Linked DNA regions of Mus musculus: region 2 is linked to region 1. The links are chromatin contacts, called in public Hi-C maps. All regions are on one chromosome and are shown on one strand. The core of a region is the stretch at or near the end of the contact, and the rest is flanking DNA. Distances in the headings are between cores, read along the strand shown. Region 1 holds the start of 4732440D04Rik (a long non-coding RNA gene). Region 2 holds the start of Cspp1 (centrosome and spindle pole associated protein 1).

Evidence for each region. A called contact is a pair of places that touch in the nucleus more often than the background predicts.
Region 2: a Hi-C map of CD4 T cells shows a contact between it and region 1, with 7 times the contacts expected there. The contact joins the promoter of Cspp1 here to the promoter of 4732440D04Rik in region 1.

What each region holds. Positions count from the first base shown.
Region 1 is chr1:6,215,172-6,217,871 of GRCm38.p6, forward strand. 4732440D04Rik (a long non-coding RNA gene) reads right to left here and starts at 1,441. Exons shown (of 2, transcript XR_001778783.2): 1 at 1,385-1,441; 2 at 1-229. All of the region lies in intron 1 of Rb1cc1 (RB1-inducible coiled-coil 1), which reads left to right.
Region 2 is chr1:10,036,787-10,039,486 of GRCm38.p6, forward strand. It overlaps Cspp1 (centrosome and spindle pole associated protein 1), which reads left to right and starts at 1,432. Exons shown (of 30, transcript NM_026493.3): 1 at 1,432-1,558. Cops5 (COP9 signalosome subunit 5) reads right to left here and starts at 1,373. Exons shown (of 8, transcript NM_013715.2): 1 at 884-1,373. The coding sequence starts at 1,026.

The DNA.
Region 1 (2,700 bases), core at 191-2,690:
CGGTGCACTGGAGTGTCGGGCTCGGGAAACCGGAGAGGGTTTGGGCCAGGGCCGGAGTGCCCTGACGGGAGGAACCTAGAGGTGATGCCTTTGTCCCGACCCCGGAGTGCAAGCATCGGTGTAAAGTTACTCCTTGGAATGACTCAGCCTCGCTCGCCCCGCAGATGGATTTGGGGTGGGGGCTTATGGGAGTACCAAAACTTGGTACAAATGACAGCTTTCGAACGTGCTGTCAGTACTTTCTCTACAGAGTGGTGGATGTGCTATGGTGACTGTTTATGGTTTCGTAATCCTGTCCCTTCCGTCATGAGTCTTTAAAATGTGATCATTCCATGAACTGGTACATAGGACTGATGCCACGGAACACTCGTGGACTCACTTATTGATAGAGTCCCTGCAAGACATTCAGTTGGGTGCGGATGTTGACAAGTCTATTATGAGCGTTAAAATTTATACATTTTGCTAACCATTTTCTGTAAAGAATTGGTGAGACTTACTTATCTGAGGGTTTGCAAAGCTAGCAAGCAGTTTAGAAGCAGCCTAAAAATGAACCAATCTGTGTTCCTAGTCAAATGTTGGTACTGTATTTCAGTAGGTGGTTTTTCTTTTTGGGGGAGGGGATCTATAAATGGACTTGTTATGTGTGAAATATTTTATTTAGTCTTATTACCAAATACAACGCAAATCATCGCTTTCCAATTAAGTTTTTGTTATGTTTTTTAGCATTTATATCTGTTTTAAACGTTAGCCAAGGCTTAGAAGGTAGCTGCTATATTCATCTCAACATTCCAGGAGGCTGAGACAGAAAGATGGCTTTAAGTTATTTGAGTTACTCAGTAAGTTAAGGTGGTCTTGGGAATCATAGCGAGAACATGTCTTGAAAAAAGAAAAACAAAATAAATGGTATTTACATAGTTATGCCATGGGTGTGTCAGGCCCATAATGTAGCATTTACATTGATAAATCTTATTAATGTAATTGGTTAGTGGACTTAGGCAAAATTTAAAAATTTTGTTTTATTTTGAGTTAGGGAAGACAATGAAGCAGCCCTCTGCCTGGAGAGAAGAGGGTTCTCTTGGGGTGGGGGGAGATGGAGGGAACAGGCAGCACTCTTTATGGCAAACATCAGGGTTTGAATGCACAGCAGATTGACTTTACACATAGATCTGTAAAAGCCAAAGGACAAAAGATGAAAGGACTGGTGTCTCCCCCAGTTGTTTTTGTTTATTTGTTTTGTTTCTTGCCTTGTTAGTGTGTACTGCTAGGACTAAAACTCAGTTTCCAGCATGCTCTGTAAGGTGTAATATCCCTGAGCCACTGTTAGACCTGAGAGGAAAATGTTTCAACGACTACCTGATTAAGAGAGCTTTGCTTAGAGGTGTACATTGTAGTTGAGGTTGACCTTCAGCTCTTGGCCCCCTTTTGCCAAGACTTGACACATCTCAGAGTAAGCTGTGGTAAGTATTCATTAGTGATGCCTTGGTAATTAATTATTCAGCAGCAGGCAAACTCCAGTCTCTTATCATTCAGAAGAAAAGTGAGAACATAAGTGAACATAGAAGCAAGCCAAGATTAAGAAGTGTGTGTCTCTATTGGAGGGTGGGTTTGAAATTTTGGATAAGGTGTCTTATTGTCTTGAGAATTTAAGAAGCTATGTCTACTTGACAAAAGGACCCATTTGGAGGTATGAGAGAGAGAAGAAATAAAAAATATGGAAGGCTCTGATTAAAGGCATATTCCATGAGAGGTTACTGAAGATAGAATGCCAGGATTGAGGGGTAGTAGTAGGAAGAGGCATTCTGTAGACATTCAAGTTTTTTTGTTTGTTTGGTTTTTGTTTTTTGCTTTTTTTTTTTTTTTCTCGAGTCAGGGTTTCTCTGTGGCTGTCCTGGAACTCACTCTGTAGACCAGGCTGTCCTCGAACTCAGAAATCCGCCTGCCTCCCAAGTGCTGGGATTAAAGGCGTGCGCCACTATGCCCGGCTAACATTCAAGTTTTATGCATAGTAATTTTTTTTGGTTTTTTTTTTTTGTTTGTTTGTTTGTTTTTCAAGACAGGGTTTCTCTGTATGGCCCCGGCTGTCCTGGAACTCACTTTGTAGACCAGGGTGGCCTTGAACTCAGAAATCCACCTGCCTCTGCCTCGAGTGCTGGGATTATAGGCGTGTGCCACCACACCGAGCTGTAGTTTTTTTTTTTTGTTTTTTTTTAAAATGGCTCATGGACCCTGCATGTGTAAAGGCACAGAGTTGAGTGTCAGTCGATATAGCAAGTCTGGGAAACAGTTGAACTCGAATCTGTTCCTCACATGTTGATTGATCTTACAAAGTACACCTGTAAATAACACTGAACTAGAGTAACATATATCTCATATGTGTGTGTTTAGATAACCCTTGGGCATTTTAAAGAAGGAAAAATGACCAATATCAATTGCTGGTTTAGAAAGGAGGTTAGAGAAGCAGATTGTGGCATGTTGGGTTATGCAATGTACTTTTTAGATAAAATCATAGTACTTAGCACATTTCTCTAGAATTCTTTTTGCATTATGGACCTAGGAAGCGTAGTTTGCTTATCATAAAACTGATTATTGTCTAAGGTCCTAAAAGCATTACTTTTCCTTTTTACCCTTCTGTTAAGTTTAGTGAGTCTGCAAGTGTGTGCAGAACTTGAGTGGTCATAAGGAGACTTAGTAGTTTCAGCT
Region 2 (2,700 bases), core at 182-2,681, 3.8 Mb after region 1:
AAGCTCATTGCTATAGTATGACCATGAGGTGTGTTTCTGAATGTATTTGCTTATTTTTCTATTTACAGAAAGGGAAAGAATCCTGGATTGTCAAGATTATTAAAAGACACGAAAATCTTCAGGCCAGTGCCAGGCCCACAGTAAGAACTCAATAAACACTGAAAACAGAGTACTGACGGTTAAAGCCAGCTGTGCCATCAGAACAAAACACCTGGAGACAGCAAGACAGTCTACTCAGCAACCTTTTGTAATTTTTTTCTTCACTCTCCTTAATACAATTTGCTCTAAAGAATCATTTGACTTGTCGTCAATCCCAAAGATACATGGATTTGGCTGGGGAAAATGCTTCTAAGCTCTCTCTTATAATTCCTGGTTTACATGAATTGTAGTAGTATTGTAGGGAACTGCTAAGAGGATTTGGTATGTGTCTAAAGAGCTGAAAAAAAACCAAACCAATCAATCCAAGAGCTCATGGATTTTTTTTTTTTTTTTAAATCAATGCTCTGCTCATTCGATTTATAAAAACAGCCACGCTCTTCAGTTTGGGAATCTACTGAAGGCTGCAACTAACTGCATGTAGCCACCAGGTTCAAGGCAGAGTGTGTGAGATTTACAAAAATAATCATGTTGACAAAAGTCGCACCCCAAGTCAGCCCTTTACACGCCCTGAAGGCAAGAAACTTTCTAAAAGGGGAATCGAAGCAGGCCCTAGAGGACAGGTAAGGCTCTACTGACAAGGCAGACTAAGGCCACTGTGGCCAATATTCGGTCGACGCCCCACAGAAAGCCAAGCTCACCACACCCTTCATCTCCCACCCCTCGCGGGTCTCTCACAGTCCCGCCATCCCTGCCCTCCCCTGCGTCTCGCCAGGGACCTCCTCACTCCTTAGTCCAGGGTTTCGCCGCCAGGATTTCTTGTTGTTGTTTTTTGTCATATTTGTAGATTTCATCGATACTCTGCGCTTCCTGCATGTTGTTGGCCAATTCCCAGGTTTTCTGGGCCATACCACTCCCGGAAGCTGCCATGGCCGAGGCACCGGAGAAGCTGTCGCTCCACAATCAAGATGCAACTTTCTTCTACTGGGCCTCAGCGTGCGGGCTTTGGACCTTCCCCACCAGGGTGCACACTCACTAGACTCTCAAGGCAGCCATGACACTTGAGACCGGAGGTGACGTTGGTCCAGACCATTCGCGCGCTGGGGCGCGGCGGCGGCGCAGCGACATAGAAAACACTTCCTTAGGGTTGGCTCGGCTCGGCTCGGCTAAGATCAGTCTTGCCGGTGAAACGAGAACATGCTGGCTCGGAAATCCGTTCGTGTGAACTGCGAGGGACGCAAAGCCTCGGTGTGGGAATGGTACAGCCTTTCGCGCCGGAAGGCGGGACTATTGGCCTGCCAGGAAGGAGTCGGCCGGCTCGGCTCGTACTGCGCAGACTCAGATGCCACCATATTGTGTGTAGGAGGAAACTTGAGTTTGGGGAATTATGTTTATGTGAGTGTAGGTGCTTCAAACGAAATAAATTGTTTGGAATACTAAATATCTCTAGAGAAACAGAGGTGTAAGTATCTCCGGATTATTGGTTTTGGAGGGGGAAGATCGCGTGACTCTTTTAAGATAATTTGCGGTGTGTTAAGCCTCCGGGGTTTGTGGTTGGCGTTCCGCTTTTGTGTTTTCGCTACTGTTGCGAGGTGGCAAGCAAAAGTTACCGGTTGCTAAGATTAACTTTTTTAGGGACTTTATAGGGTAACATTTTATACAAGTGTTAGGAGCGGTGAATGCCTTAGGCGCTACTTTTTAAAAAAGGTTTGTCTCAGTGCAGATTTAATCTCCGCAACCTGTGCCTTCCAGCAGTTAATGTGAAATTTGTTTCAGTCGTATTTTTAGGTTTTCTTCCCTCACATTCTCATCCCCAATTGCCCACTAGACTGTAAGTTGAAGGCATGCATGAAATTTGTGTTTTATTTAATTCTAATATATTTAATTTTTTTCGTAACACGGTTCTTAAAGACTTCTCCAGCTTCATCATCTTCTTTTAGCTCCCCCAACCCAGTTTTTCATTCTATTAGAACTTTTTTCCTTGGCTTAGTAATATATTAGTTGTTAGGCATTGCTTGAAATGCACTTCTTGACATTTCTGCTTTAGAGCACACAGATTTTAAAAAGCACAGCTCGGAGATGCCTTTCCTTAACTCTTCGTCAGTAACTGCTCCTTCACAGGAATTCGAAGGCTCTGTAGCTGCTTCACCTGGACCCCGGGGTTTTTGCAGTTCTGGAACTATGTAGTCCAGGCTGGCCTCAAACTCGAGAGCTGCCTGCTTGAGTGCTGGGATTCAAGGCGTGCACCACTACTGCCCGTCTGTATCCTCTTCTAATGCAGGTGCTTTTGCCTGGGCTGCAGGAGACCCTGTTTCAAAAAGTCAAGGAGCTGGGCAAACAAAACAGAGCAAGGACATTGCAACATTCTTCTAATTCCAGTACTTGGGAGGTGGAGAATGGAGAATCAAGAGTTCCAACCCCGCTTTCTCCCTGGACTATTGGAGACAAAATAACGAAACCAAAAATAAAAATAGAATCTTCTTAAAGTATAACTTCGGGCACACTAGGGACATTAGAGTACATTAGTATCTTAAGTTCTTTCTGAGAAGCTTGTGTAAGCTTGTTCCAGTGGTCACAATACACAGCCACTCGAAACATACAGAA